3 separate regions of the Drosophila melanogaster genome follow, and regions 2 and 3 are each linked to region 1. A link is a contact called in public Hi-C and HiChIP or PLAC-seq data. All regions are on one chromosome and are shown on one strand. Each heading gives the region's core, a stretch centred on a gene start, on an enhancer-like site or on the middle of the called end of the contact. The rest is flanking DNA. Distances are from core to core; before and after follow the strand shown.

Evidence for each region. Hi-C and Micro-C count contacts between places; a contact is called where the count stands out from the background. HiChIP or PLAC-seq counts read pairs in DNA pulled down with a chosen protein or histone mark.
Region 2: a POLR2A S2P HiChIP or PLAC-seq map of the Kc167 cell line shows a contact between it and region 1, with 6 times the contacts expected there. The contact joins the promoter of CG12728 here to the promoter of rux in region 1. A contact is called at or near these places in 21 of 107 Hi-C or Micro-C datasets (the Kc167 cell line, the S2 cell line, brain and 9 more) and 2 of 6 datasets of contacts at active chromatin or transcription factors (both in the Kc167 cell line).
Region 3: a Hi-C map of the Kc167 cell line shows a contact between it and region 1, with 3 times the contacts expected there. The contact joins the promoter of Grip here to the promoter of rux in region 1. A contact is called at or near these places in 24 of 107 Hi-C or Micro-C datasets (the Clone 8 cell line, the Kc167 cell line, the OSC cell line and 10 more) and 1 of 6 datasets of contacts at active chromatin or transcription factors (the Kc167 cell line).

Annotation. Positions count from the first base shown.
Region 1 is chrX:6,035,821-6,040,709 of dm6, reverse strand. rux (roughex) reads left to right here and starts at 2,910. Exons shown (of 3, transcript NM_001258611.1): 1 at 2,910-2,952; 2 at 3,592-3,641; 3 at 3,732-4,889. The coding sequence starts at 3,620. The coding sequence ends at 4,717. It overlaps MCTS1 (Malignant T cell amplified sequence 1), which reads right to left and starts at 2,818. Exons shown (of 4, transcript NM_132060.4): 1 at 2,731-2,818; 2 at 2,517-2,669; 3 at 2,145-2,447; 4 at 1,134-1,834. The coding sequence starts at 2,741. The coding sequence ends at 1,753. CG5937 reads right to left here and starts at 705. Exons shown (of 9, transcript NM_132061.3): 1 at 612-705; 2 at 1-185. The coding sequence starts at 8.
Region 2 is chrX:5,940,029-5,944,917 of dm6, reverse strand. It overlaps CG12728, which reads right to left and starts at 2,312. Exons shown (of 5, transcript NM_001297989.1): 1 at 2,077-2,312; 2 at 1,830-2,015; 3 at 1,625-1,763; 4 at 1,307-1,541; 5 at 1-1,245. The coding sequence starts at 2,235. The coding sequence ends at 531. CG3726 reads right to left here. Exons shown (of 7, transcript NM_001297988.1): 4 at 4,303-4,889; 5 at 3,822-3,946; 6 at 3,647-3,753; 7 at 3,066-3,569. The coding sequence ends at 3,514.
Region 3 is chrX:5,964,280-5,969,168 of dm6, reverse strand. It overlaps Grip (Glutamate receptor interacting protein), which reads right to left and starts at 2,890. Exons shown (of 10, transcript NM_132057.3): 1 at 2,432-2,890. The coding sequence starts at 2,603.

The sequences.
Region 1 (4,889 bases), core at 1,661-4,160:
TCCTCCATATTGCCCGTCTCTTTCTAAGCCTCTCTGTAGTTGTGTGCGTTTGTGTGGGCCAAATGTCGCTCTGGTGGTGTGCGTGCGTTTATGTCGCTGCTTCAGGCGATTCCGCTTGCTGTGGTTGTTGCTTCGCCCTTGCACGCCATCATTGGTAGTAACAACAACAACAACTCAATTAGCGCCTAAAAAATTGGTAGTAAAATCAATACAAACGAAGATAATAACAATAGAGCAACGGTGAAGAATGATTGTATACATATGTTATGTTGCCGCCATATGTATGCACACACATACACATACGCACTGGCACTTACACACATAACGGAAAGTTTCAATGTGGCGTTTTCGCGTCACGTCACTTTTGCACTTCTCAAAAACTTGTGCACACTCATTGCAATTGTGCACCTTCGAAAAGTTCAAACAGTGTGTATCCGTTTTCCTTGAAAAACTTTTCCTACTTTCACACATACACACACACGAACACATGTACAGGCGAACAATGCACCAGGCAATTGCAACGGTACTTCTTTTATAAATTAAATCCATATGTCAGGCGATATCCACTGCCCCACAAGCACTTTCCACAGCGATTACTCATCTGAAATTACCATTTCTTGCAATGGAAAAGGTCCATAGTCCTTGGTAACGGTATCCAGCCACCACTTGTGGTTTTTCCCTATGTTTTCCACCGTTATTCCGAACTTTACTTTCTGTTTTTTTTTTCGTTTTTCTTCTTGCCTTTCCGGGGAAATATGCACTGCACTTGCCGTTGGATGCGTCAAATGCTGTGTGACGCGAAAGGAAAGCACTTTCTCCATTTACGGCGGAGTGCGCCGTACCGTTATCATTGCGCATGCCTGCCAGTCAGCTGTTCGATTGTACCGTTTATCGGTCAGCTGAAAGTTTGGAAAAACCAGGGCGGCGGGCACAGTTTGAAAGAAGAGCATTACGCCCCATGAAAAACCTATGTAGTTTCTATACCTCAAGCCGCATACCCAATTGCATATAGAATGGGAAAACTTCACACTCCTATTTTACGTGCGGCAGTAAAAGACGCCACAAAGTATGCTATGTTATTCAAGAGTTTGCTATGGTTTTACAATAGATACCCATACAAAAATTACTTAGTTCCACGTATTGCGAAGCTTTATTTCAATAATTTTGAAGTAAAACTACTAAAAATTATAATATTACAAATAATAAATTGTGTACATTTAGTTATAAGCTCTTTTTTGTATACAATCTTTTCGTGTATTCACAAGTGCCCGGATATCAACTATAACCTTGAAATGTTTGTATGAGTTGTTCGCAGCCCTGGCAAACTTTAAGCTACAGGCCTTGTTTCGTTGCTCTTTAGACTAATCAATAAACAAAAGGAGTCACAGTTATTCAGTCACTCTTAAAATAAGAGCTAACAGAATGAAGACCGCCAAACAGAAGACTCAATGTTCAGTCATACCTGCCGAATCCGATTAAAATGCTCAAATTTAGATCCACTGGACACCTTTCACCTGGACCACTGGTCTCCACAGGTGGTTGGTTTTCTTTTTCAGTACTCTCTCTTTCAATCCCTCTCTGCTCGCTTGAAATGCCATTAATTATATTTCGCAATGTTTTAAATAGTTTAACTGACAGAGTAAAATTAGTAGAAAAAAATAATAATCAGGACTCAGTTGCGTATATCAAAAACCATTCTTTGCTCTCATGACATAGAAGACTAAAAAGTGCAAGTGCAGATTCCTATTTCGCCTACTTCACGGGCTTCGACTTCCACAGGCCGTCGTTGAGGAAGTGGTACGTCTCGATACCGATGCCTTTGTTCTTCGCCAGACTGTGGAAAAGTCAAGAGAAAAGAAAGATGTTCATGGTTTATTCAAATTTAAAAAATATGCACACGGCTCAGCAAATTGGTAACATTGTCCATTTATGATTATTCTTTCACAATTTGATTTTTCCAAGCTCAAGAATATTTCAAAGTTACAAAGCTTTACCATATTTAACCTAGCAACAAACTACTACGTTTGTATTATAAAACAATGTCAAAGACGAACATTTAAACACATTTAAGTAAACTAAATGCAAGCATATAAATTAATATTCTTAGATATTAACTACTAAAGAAGTGGTAGAAGCACACTTACATTTCCTGTGTGGATAACGTGAGGAGTCCAACGGCCAGGGCGTGCTCCTTGCCCTCAGCCATGATGGCCACCACGGTGTCCTTGTCGGCCGGCGTCATACAGGCGCCTGGCGATGTGAGGCCGGGACACATGACGTTCGCTCCGCTCAGGACGAAGCGGATGGCGCCTTTGTCCACTTGCTGCATGGTCACGAAGTAGGGGAACTTGTGCAGGAGGCGCAGGGTAGGCATCCAGGGGCCATCGCGGTGGCGAAAGAACACCTGGTCGCCGGCTCCGTTTAGCAGCAGTTCGATGTGGTCATGGCTGGTGGAGGAGTAGGGATCGGGAATATGAATGGAGTTATGTGCTGTGGCAAGAACTGAGCCATCCTACCACTTGGCGATGCGGTACGAGTCCTTCTTGGGCAGGATCAGGTCGATGTGACTCTCCAACTTGGGATAGGCCTCCAGCAACTTGGCACGTATGCCCTTCTGCACAGACGACTTCAGCTGCTGAATGCTGGAAATGCTGTCCTTCTCTTCGAATCTGCACAGATCGAATTGCTATGGTTAGTCTGATGTCCCCATCTAACTCATGCCATACGTACTTTTTGAACATTTTGCACGATTTCCTTGCGTTCTTTTTTCGTGGTCGACGGTGCTAATCCGTCTTCAATGTATGATAGAAGGTATCGGTTAGAGGTGGAGAAACATCGATGCCAACTCGATGTCATCGATGTTTTCGAAAAATCACAAGCATCGATGTGTTTCGAGGAATCATCGATGGTTTTCCATCGATACTGCGCATCGGAGATAAAAGTGTATAAATTGTACGTAAAAATTAATTTTCCATAAACGTGTAAGCGTGCACGTGCTCGTATGTATACTGGCTTACTTATCCATTGAATTGGACTAATTAGTATTTTTGTTTTATGGGAGCACTTACTGGACCGGCGACGTATGAAAAGCAATATTATGTTAGCAATATTAAAGAAGAAAATAATTCTTAAGTTGTAAACGACTAAGTCTGCCAAAGATCGATGTTTTTCGCCAAACACATCGAAAACATTGAGTCCGCCAACATCGATGTTTCTCCACCTCTAGTATCGGTTATAGAGCTTGGCCCGCTGTGCGGTGTGACCAGTTCTCAGCGGAATGCCAACTATCGCCCCTCAAGTGTGCATGCGATATATGGTATTAACAATTAACGTTTAAATAAAAATCAAACAATATTAATAGACTTAACAGATTAAAGTAATGTGATTTTTACAAGTACAACTAACGTAAAGATTTATCGGGACAACAGTAGCCGAATTACAAGTAGGCGCTGACCCCTGACCCCTCGAGCCGATAGCTAGCGTCACTTTCAACACTGGCCGATATGGCATATTACCAAAACATTGTTGTATCAACAACATAGTGTCCAAGTCGAATTGTATATATTGTAAATTATATTTATTTTTTATAAGCGCAATCGCATGAAAATACTTGAAGGAAATGAGCGCTCCAGAAGAACATAGTAAGTGGCAAACCAACGGATAACAGCTGTATGCGATTGGGCTGATCAATAGGAATCGCATCGCATCTCATCCGCTTGCTTTATTTTCAGAGGAGACGCCTTTGGAGGTGATCCATGAGTTCATCAATGGCGTAGATGATGGGACCATACGCCGCGACCTGGGGGAGGACTGCATCCTCAGCTTCTACAGTCGAAATGTGCGTGGCGCCAAGGCAATCACCGGATTTTTGAGAAACCAGTTGACAATGCGCTACAAGCACGAGGGATTCGAGGAAGCAGCACAAATTGAGTGGGGCGACGAACTTCTGCTGAAGGCGCGCTTCGGCAGATCGTTTGACTCGGAACGTCGTCGCATCTACGAGGAGAAGGAGCGCACAGGCACCACTCTGCATGTGCGTCCAGAGAGCGATGACGAGGAGGTAAATGAAAAGTTTTCCTCAACCCTGATCACACCGCCCCGTCCATCGAGCTACAATTTGAACTCCCTGAAGTATGTGGAGGCGTGTGGCCTGTTGAACAAGCGTAATGAACATATCTACGGCGGCCTGGACATGGGCGAGTCATGCGCGGTCCACCTTACTTTGGGCTATCGGAGCACCTTTCTGCCCGGCGGTCAAGTGAGCGGCTTTGAAATCTGCCTGGCTGTCTACGATCGGGGTCTGACAAGCCTCAAACGATCCACTCTGATTCCGCCACTGTGCAGCATTTCCTTTGCACGACGGGCCAGCGCCCGATGTAATCCAACCACCGATGATGAGGAGGATACCGAGGAGGATTCAACGCCGCCAACAGCGAGGCGCTGCGTGCGTCGTACTTTATTTACAGAGGAGAACACTCAGAAAGAAGAGGATGCCGATTTCATACCCGTGGTGGAGCAAGAGCAGCCAGCACCGCAGGAGCAGCCAGCACCGCAGCAGGCTGAGGAGACTGGCGAGGTAGTGATCCCCGTAGATATATCCACAGCCTTGAAGACCACAAATTTCAGCAGCTGTACACCGAGGAAACGACAACAGGCAACCAATGGCAACGAAGTAGTGCGTAAACGTGCGACGGGACCAAGGCGGATGCGTTTCTAGACCGGACAGATATTTAAACAGCTATAGTCCCTAGTTGCTTTTCCAAATTTACGTAGCACAATTATTTTCTTTGGCTTTCGAGGATACCCGACAAATTTCCGTAATTATTTGAACAAGACTGATTGCACCCGCTTTGGTTCCGCTTCCTGGGACCCCGCGTCGCGCTAGGCTA
Region 2 (4,889 bases), core at 1,063-3,562, 95 kb after region 1:
CAGAAAATTTCCGGGCAATCATTTTGACAAATTTTAATATTATTCGATATGTTCCATAGAGATAGGAGTTAGTTGCTGCTTCTATGCAATGGAACTCAACTTGTTTGTGTACTGAGGGTGTTTTGGTAAGACGTTTTAAAATCTACAACACTATACATTGTTTTGTTTCATTTGATTGCTGTTCGATGGACTTAGGTACGAATACCTAATCAACAAATGGAATCATGTCTTTATCCTTTTATCACTGAGGATTTGTGTTTGTCAACTTGTTTGTGTACGTGTACTGAGGGTGTTTGATAAGACGTCTTTTTAATATCTACAACACTATACAGTTCTTTGTTTCATTTGATTGCTGTTCGATGGACTTAGGTACGAATACCTAATCAACAAATGGAATCATGTATTTTATCCTTTTATCACTAAGGACTTGTTTTTATCTAAAAAAAAAAAAAAAAAACAAAAAAAAAAAACGTATGTACTAAGTGTGAAGTTTTGCTTGTAGCACCATTTAGAATGAGATCGTTTCCAAATTATTTTTGCGCTAACTTATTGATATAGCTCTGGATCGCTTTTTCGATGCGTTCAGTTGAGTAAATCAGTACGGCTTTGATATCTTCCAGCACAGTTCGAAGAATTAAATCCCAATTCTGATCGGACTTTCCGACTTTGGGTTCTTGGATGAGTTCCCTTGGGGCATCGTAAAACTCTTTTAAAGATTCAACCTTCTTTATGACGAAATTGAAAGCGTTCGATGCCTCCCTAGTGACCTCTTCATATTCAGAAGAAGCATCCTCATCTTTAGAAGAAGTATCCTCATCTTTAGACGGAGCATCCTCATCTTTAGAAGAAGTATTCTCATCTTTGGAAGAAGCATCCTCATCTTTAGAAGAAGCATCCTCATATTTAGAAGAAGTATCCCCATTTTTAGAAGAAGCATCCTCATCTTCAGAAGAAGCATACTGTTCCTGAGATGCAAGTTCATATACACCACTTCCGACGGTTGGATTAAATTTGGTTAGTTTGGCCGACCATCCTTGGGAAAGCCCCGAAGATGTGGATGACTCTTCGTCATCATCAGTGAGATCATTCTTGGTGTCCATTGGCGCTAGCTCTACTTTTAAGATTAAATTTACGTTTGTCTCTTGGGAACTCTGCGAGCTTTTGTACTCGACAAGCGGATTGGAGCGGCGCTGCATTACCTTGCGCTCCATATGATTGGTATTGATTTCAAGAGCCTTGCGCTTCCTGCAATTGCGAAAACATATCTTATTAATCGGTAAATGTGAACACATTGTACCAATCCCACCTAATGCGAGGAGCTTCTTTTGGGCTTGATGCCTTCGAAGAAGCAAAGTAGCCGTTTGACGAAGAATAGGGCGCGACATCCCGTGCCCATGGCGAAGAAAGCGATGTCCAATTAGGCGATGGCTTATCAGCAAAAAAAGTACTCTGCGCCTTCTGGTAGGCAGCGGAACAGTCCAGCAATTGCTTGTGCTTATTCATAAAAGCCTCGAGATCAAAGGGCTTGGTTTCCACAGTCACTAAAGAAGGCATAAGGTTTTGCGATTACTAAGCGAATGGAATGGACAAAAACTTTCGATTTGCAAACTTGCTCTTAACTAACCTTTGCGCAGCTGGCATCCCTCGGTGCGATACTGGTTCAGCTCCTTGTCCTTGGCATGGATAATCCCTAGCAGAAGGGGTATCTGAACCCGTAGTCCCAAAGCCGTGGACATTGTGTTCAAGAACATTTGGCTATACAACTTTGGGAATAATGGCACCAATTATTATAGTTCTTGGAACTGATTCTGCTAAAGTCAGTTACTGACCTGTGCGGCATCCATGGGTCTCAGGTGCCATTCCCACTTGAGGAAAACTTTGAAATTCGCCATGGCATACTTCAGTTTCAGGACGTTCAATGGGTGCTGGTAATCCTGTTCGACATGCAATGGATCCTTGTTGAGCAGGACCTGGCGCACCAATTCCTCGGGAAACTTCACACGCGCGTTGAGCGTCTGGTCGAAAAAACGTGTTGCACTCACACTATTTCACCACATGAAAATGCGGAAAACTTACTTTCAAACGCTGCTGGTAATCGCGTTTCATCAAAGTCTCGGAGTAAGTCCACTTCTCGCGAGGACGGAAAACGTGAATAGTTAGGGTTTCATCATGCTGCCCCTCAGTGCAGGCGAACAGGTGCTGCAAGCCATTTATATTCACTACTTTCAATAGCATTTTGAAGTTACGTTTAGAAGGATCAGAAATCAAAGGAAAGAAACATCACTGACGCACGCCGTAGAGATGAAAAAGAATCGATAGTACCGTCTAGGTATCGAATTCTTACCAATCTATCGATTGTTCTTTGGCGGTAACGATGGTGATGTATAAAGATAACAAAACTGGGATGTAACTCTATACCTATTTGAACTAACCATTCATAAATCAAAGATACTTTATAACAGCATTATATTATATATTATAATATTATTATTTTATTATAATATGAAACAAGTAGTACCTAAACCTTTATGTGTTCACGCCACATCAACAGAGTCTGAGCGTAGGCTGGACGTATAATAGGTAACCGCAGGGCTTTCCTTAAAACGATCAATTCTGACATACTTTTTTTGCAAGGAAATGCATGGATAGAATAATATTTTTGTGATTTCCTGGTCAATATCTCTTAGTTTTCCTGTTATTCTTGATCCCCTAATTAGTTTTTTAATATTTTTAATATTTTTCGTGGCTTGTTAGAAGGAAATGAAAGAAATAATTTTGATATCTTGTATATTGAGTTATAGCATTAAATATATAAATTGTTAATAATGCCGTTCAGGAAAAACGATAGTATCGAATTTTTGCTCTAAACCCATCGAAAACATCCCACCTCTAGCTCGCAGCAGTTCGTCGGTATCGGGCTTCAATCGGACTGTAAATAGGTATAGGTGACCAACTATATTGGCGCCACAATTTGAATCCAAAGAGCCGTAGAAAGGAAGTACTTGATATCGTTTTGAACATATTTTAATAGATATTACTTTATTTGTTTTAAACATATATTTTTTGTATGTAATACATATTGTTTGTGTTCCTTTTCGTTAGCTTATCAAAAAATTCACTTCACTTCCGTGTTATTTTATCGATTAACTAGATTCCATAGTTTATGGTGTTGAATTTCACTACCAAGAGAAATGTATTTACCACTAAAACCACACGTGTCCGTGCGTATTTCAATTAACTAATCCACGTGGTTGTATTTATAGACATGTATTTATATTATATTATATATTATGTAATAATAAGATCCTAAATGTGTAGATCAGTTATAGTTGTGACCCACCGATGGGAACAACACATTAATGTGGGAATTCAGGATTCAGGAAAGCATTACTCAGGATCCAAAACTAGCCTCGTCTAGCTGTCTTTCATCCTTCTGTTGTAATCCTAGATCAGCCTGTGGCGACGTTTGAGGCTTTTCTGCAGTTTCGTTATGGTTGTGGCATTGGTTGGTCCTCAAATCTGCGGACGTGTCCATAGCTCGCTCAGATCCTTCTTCAGCTTGCCCAGCTCTGCAAGTAGGGATTGGTTTGGACTTAATTCCCCAGTAAGTTGGTTATTTGTCAGCACATTTGTAGATCTTTCTTACCCAGCTGAGCTGGAAGGACGCCCCCGTTGCGGAATCCCAAGTCGAAGCGAGGCTGAACTCCCATCTGACTGGTCGAGGTGGATCCAGAGTTCCGGAAGGCGGTGCCACTATATCGTAATAAAGACGGTGATTTAAAATCTACATACATTCAGTAACTGGAAGCACTTCAACGCACCTGTAAGGATGCTTAAGGCAGCCATAGACCTCGCGGTAACGCCCATACAGAGTGCCATAGGAGACGCCCAGAATTCTGGCGGCCTTCTTCATCTCGAGTCTTTTGTTTTTAATGGCGTCCAACACCTGAAAGATTCCAAAACAAAAATATTTTAATATTTCCGATTTCTCGACCATTATTATTATCATTACATTGCCAAGGTTTTTAGGTATTTGACGACGTCACACCTAAGCAATTAGCTTAATTTGCCCTTTTCATAGAAGCTTGCTTAACTCGTAGTTTGGCGTTAAAACAAGGTAAAAAAAAAAAACGACAGAAGCAAAAAAGAAAACAAAAACTAAACTTGAAAACAGAAGAAGTGTATACTTTTTAGCTAGTTTTAATTGGTCAGTATTTCAACTGCCTGGCCAATATGAATTATAATATTTACTATTCAATATTTTAAACATTTATAGCTGACAAAACTTAAAATTTGCCTTACGCGCTTGGTGAATGGCTCTTCCCAGAACTGTGGACGCCGCCCCTTAGCCAGGTAGTCGTCCATCTTGATGACGTCCTGCCACTGCGACAGCTCCTCGTTGGTCAGTCGCAGTTCGGCGGCATCGTAGTCCTCCAGCTTGATGTCGGGATAGTCGGCGGCGGCACCGGTTCCACTGCCACTTACATCCTGACCACCGTTTCCGTTTCCGGCTGAGGCATTTGCCACTGCAGCGGCGGCTGCTGCAACGGCCACAGCTGCGGTGGCGGCGGCACTGGCCACATTCGGTGCAAATTCGTGGGCCATCAGCATGCCATGTTCGTTGATCAAGTAGGAGGATCCAAGCGATCCGGATCCAGTTCCAGAACCGGAGCCACCGCCTGCGGCAGTCACGCCTCCCTCGTATTTGCAGGCAAAACTAGCTGGTATGACGACCGTAGGACGCGGCGACTCTGCCCTATTTGCCACCAGATGCTCGTTCTCGATCTCTTCCACCGGTTGCGGCAGCTCATCGGGCTCCTCCTTGGGCGGATCAACCTCATCCTCTCCAGACTTCTCATAAAGGCGACGAGCATGACGTAATTTGCCAT
Region 3 (4,889 bases), core at 1,641-4,140, 72 kb after region 1:
GGACCTCTTGTAATAATCATCAAAATTCCATAAATTTAATCGCCTCATAAGTTCGAAATATTTTCCATGTCAGACGTGATCTTTTTTCGATTCGACCATCACAAAAAAGATGAAACTCTGACCTCAATTGCATTTTTTCACCATTTATTTATCACCGTGAAAATGTATCAATTTATTGCCAAGACAAATGTCATTTAATCAAAAAAAAAATGTCTAAGATGTTCTAGCATTTTATTTTTTTAATTTATTTTGGTATTATTTTACCGAAATAATCCTTGGGAAGCAATGCAAATTTAGATCGTATTCCCATCGCCCGCCTGTCAACGCTGACAGTATAATCTGTTGATCTATTATATCATTTCGACATTTTTCGAGTAGTTCCAACTCTTTTTACGATTTCCAATGTTTTGTCGTTGATTTTATGGGCACTTAATGTGCCATAAAAGTGGACAAGAGAGTGAGGGGTTCTTTTTTCGATTCCAATTGGGGGGAGTTGTCATCTGTTTGATTTTGGGCCCGATGTTTTTGGGCTGTTCGGTGCATTGACATTGAACACCTTTCGATATTCTCAGGCCTTTGTTTGCATTCGAGGGAGTCAAATGAGCAGTCAAATCAATCGCTGCAGTTGTTGTTTCTGCTGTTGTAGCTGTCATTACTGTGTAAACAAGTGACATCTGGTCATCCTCCCCCCTTTTTGATCCCCCCCTTTTGGATGAGTACACGCCTCTGTTTGCCTTCGGATAGGCAACCATCCACAGCCACCAATTGCAGATGCATCTACATACAAACGTGCGTGCCATTAGGTTTACACAGGGGGTCGAAACAATAGGAGATCAAATGTTATGTTTCAACAGGGAAATAAATCTCGAAAGGCCTTCAAGCTTCCACTATGCATACACTTGAAAACTAAGCAAGACCAATTATAATGAAGCCTTAAGCTAAACCTATTCAAGCTGCTATTATCTTGACCACTGCTGTACGACTTCATCTAGTCATTTGGCATCAATTGACGATTGTCTGGCCCAGTAAGCGCATCCACATCGACCAACTGCCACCAGCAGAAGCTGCATTCTGGCCAGGCACTTGGCCTTATCTACCAGATACAATCTGTGGCATTCCGCGCAAGAAAATTAAGCAATGAAAAGGGGCAACAGCAACAGCAATAGCAACAGTTGGAGCAACAACAATGCGGAGCATCAGAAATATTTAATTAAATGCTTAATTACGCTTGCCATGCCATAAATTCATCAAATGCAATTTAAGCCCGCGCACACGAACAGATGCAGATACTTTTGTATCTCCTGCGCTTCTCTACTTCACCCATAGCACATCGGTATCTGGTTTCCTTCTCTTCTGGCCTTTTCATTCATTGGAAAGTTCAACTGCAGTTGCAATTGGAGTTGGGCCATCATTTTACGCCGCTAATGCCTTAACTGGCATAAATCCCAGCCGCCTTTTTCCTCGCGTCCATCCTGGCGGCACTTTTAGATCATTAATCCGCGAAAGATCAACGGAAAAGCTGAAAATAAAAAGAGAACAGCGTTCGCGGAACGGCTTTTAAGATCCTCAAAAAGGGGTGTCCTATCTAGATCTCAACTTATGATAGGTCAAAGTTGAAACAGTAGCCATGGAGGTGGGCGAAACTGATACTCTTTTCTTCCAAGCTAATTTATTATAGGTACACCAAATTCTCGGTATTTCTCTTTGAGATTGCGCAATCCATTCAATTAGGTCTTCCTTCAATTGATGGGAAATGCATCTGATCATCTGCTTATCTGATCAGCTCCAATTAGTCATGATATATAGAGCAATATAGCAGCGAACCGTTGAACTTCACTGATTTGGCAATCCAATTCGATTGCCATTCGATGGCCGGGTAATCCATCAAACTGCCTGCTGATCCTATTAAACCAATCGCTGGGTAATCAAGGGTCAGGTCACCCAGCTCCATCGGCTCCATGGGGGGTTTCTTTATTTCTTTGAGGGAAGGGGCGTTGCAATTGACAAATTTCGAGCGATCGGAAAATGAAAACGAAATGCGAGCAATTACTTTCAATTGAAAATGTCAAACATTGTCTTGGCCCACAAGCACACACTGAGCGAAAACTATATTTTCAACAGCACTTGGATGCTTGGATACTTGGATATAGAGATGCAAACACACCGTCGGATATTTGTATACAAATCTATATCTAAAGTCAAGCACTTGAGGGCCAAACGCAAGCACCTTGGGCGGAAATGCGATAACCCTGAGCGGGCGGGGAAAAGACGGAAAGTCGGCAAGTCGAAAAGGCGGAAAAGCGGAAAATGGGAGCGCACATGTTGGGCGCTTTTAGATGATTTTTGGCTGGCTATCTGCTGTGGAAGGAAGTGGGTTGGGGGAAATGGGAAAATTGGAAAATTCGAAGATTGGGAAAGCCCCATCACTTACCGGATAACATGGGCGCCAAGGCAGTGTCCGTCGGCGGATGATGGTGTCCATTGAAGGAGTTGTTGTGCGACTCCTGTTGCTGTTGTTGTTGCTGCTGTTGGTCCTGTTTTAGGGCGGCCGATTTTCCGGGCACACAGCCACCAATGGGCTTCTTCGATTTCCACAGTTTCATCTTGAGTTTTCTTTTCTCCAACTTCTCCCCAAATGGGAAAACGCAGCGATCTCTACGATTTTTCAACACTCATGGCAAATTTGGCATTTTCACAAAAAAAAAACTGTATATTTAAAAAAAAAAAAAAGGTAAAGTAAATTTAAAAACGAATTCGGTTTCCAATCGATATCGGGAAATTCGAAAACAATTTGGAAATTCAACGGCTGCGGCGGCGACGGCGACTGCGATGCGACTGAACCTGACGATGCGCGCACGTCCGCGGAGCACGGCCAAAAGTTGCACAATGAGCGATCTTGCCGCCAGTACTAGAGGTGGTAGAATTAACGATGTAACATCGATAGTATCGATGTTGCAGAACATTTTTGTTAACTTTGATGTTGAATTTTGTTATTGAATCCTTTATTGCAAATGAGTTTATATTTTTAGATAAATTTGTAGATAATAGTTAATCGAAAGTTTTTGTATAACCCGTATTAAATGTGTGTATGTATATATATGAAAATAAATAAGTAATAATAAAATATATTTGTATGTTTTAATTTTCATATTTATTAATACGAATACGAATGCACACAAAAAGAACAGAAAGAGTAATATTTTTCGTTTATTTTTCGATAGTCAATGTTCTCGCCATAAAACATCGAAAACATCGACGGCGACGAGCATCGATGTTTTTCCAGCTCTAGCTCTAGCTGCGTGACTCACTCGCGAGGAGAAAAGGAAGAGAAAAAGGAGAGCGAGAGTGGTGCGTAAGCGGAGCGCTTTTTGGGGAGTTTTGGCTACTGGAGAAAGAGTTTTCTCTCGCTCTTACTCTCGTCCTCTCTCTGGCAGAAGAGTATCCCATTGGGGAGGCACTCAAATCACAGACCGCCACTCCAAAAGCGCCGTTATGAGCCCGCTGATGAGCCGCAGGCATGACAATCAGCTGCTTCTGTTAACCGTTAAGCGGTAGTCCGAAATGGTTAATGGTTTAGTGTGTTGGGGGAGGGGTGACTTGGGTTTTGGCCTGTGACGCCAAACGCCAAACAACGAACGCAGAAAAAAATGCTCCCAAAACGGGTGTCGCGAATTTGCTAATTAGTCACGAAAAGCGCGACGGCAACTGCTCGAAATGGTCAACAGAAACAGGACACAACAAAAACCGAAATGAAATGAACCAAATCGGCAGCACGCAACCAGTGAGCACATCTGCTGAAACCAACAGCTGGTATTAGCCATGCACTAAGCCAACTAGAAATGGTACAAACTTAAAAGGGCATTCAGGAAAGTTACATTTTGAAAGTTTAAAACATAAAAGCCAATTTTGATCTACAAAATTTTAAGTTCACCTCAATTTAACATCCGATTGTATGTTTTGCTCTTATTTATTTTACAATTGTATATTCGTTACACTGGAATGTTGTTTGCATAACATGTCAATGCTGCGATCAATCAGATTTTGGGCAAAGTAAATATTTCAGCGGGTGTTCCCAACGGATGCCCCCAAATCCTGACCCCGAGGGCGATGACATGAATACCGTTTTCCTCTTGTACACCTATTAATACATATTTATATGTGCCTTAAATCCGATTTAACTGCAAGTACAAATGTGGCCACCTTTTAGGTTAAAGCTGCGGATTTATGGGTGACTTGGTAAGGCCCATTCCGCCCCCAAAATATTTCACATACATATGTATGTATGTGCATACATACGTACATATAAATTTATTTTTATGCGATTCCCTCTTCCGTGTTAAATGCTCTCTTCCTTTCTATCTTTTTTTTTTTGGTGGCTCGAGGTTTAATGTCTTTAATGACCTCGACTAATGATCGAAGCTGATTGATTCAGCAGAAACGTCGAAGGCACTCTCCAAGTTTGTCTGCCTTATTTTTAGATCCCCAGCCTTATATGCCCCATTCCCCACTGCCCAACCCCGTACGAAAAATTTAATTCCCAGTCCAAGGTGTCACTGCTGCAGGCGGAGAAAGCAGGACGGAGAGACGCGGATTGACTGACGAGTGCCGAGAAAATCGGGGAAAACTAATGCGACACATGGGAAAAATGCTCGTTGAGCGCACAAATGAAAGCACTTTCCGTTGCCTACATTCAGGCTGAGAACTCAAATCGGAAAACCAGGAACTACAAAAATATACATATTTCACTCTACATATAGTAACTCTGTTTATTCCACTGTAACGGAATAACAACAACTGTTCGATGAGTTTTTGTCTTTCGCGCGCTTTCCGTCACTCACAGTATTTCTTTTCATTTTACAGTTATACTAGAGCTCTCTCACGAAGTATAA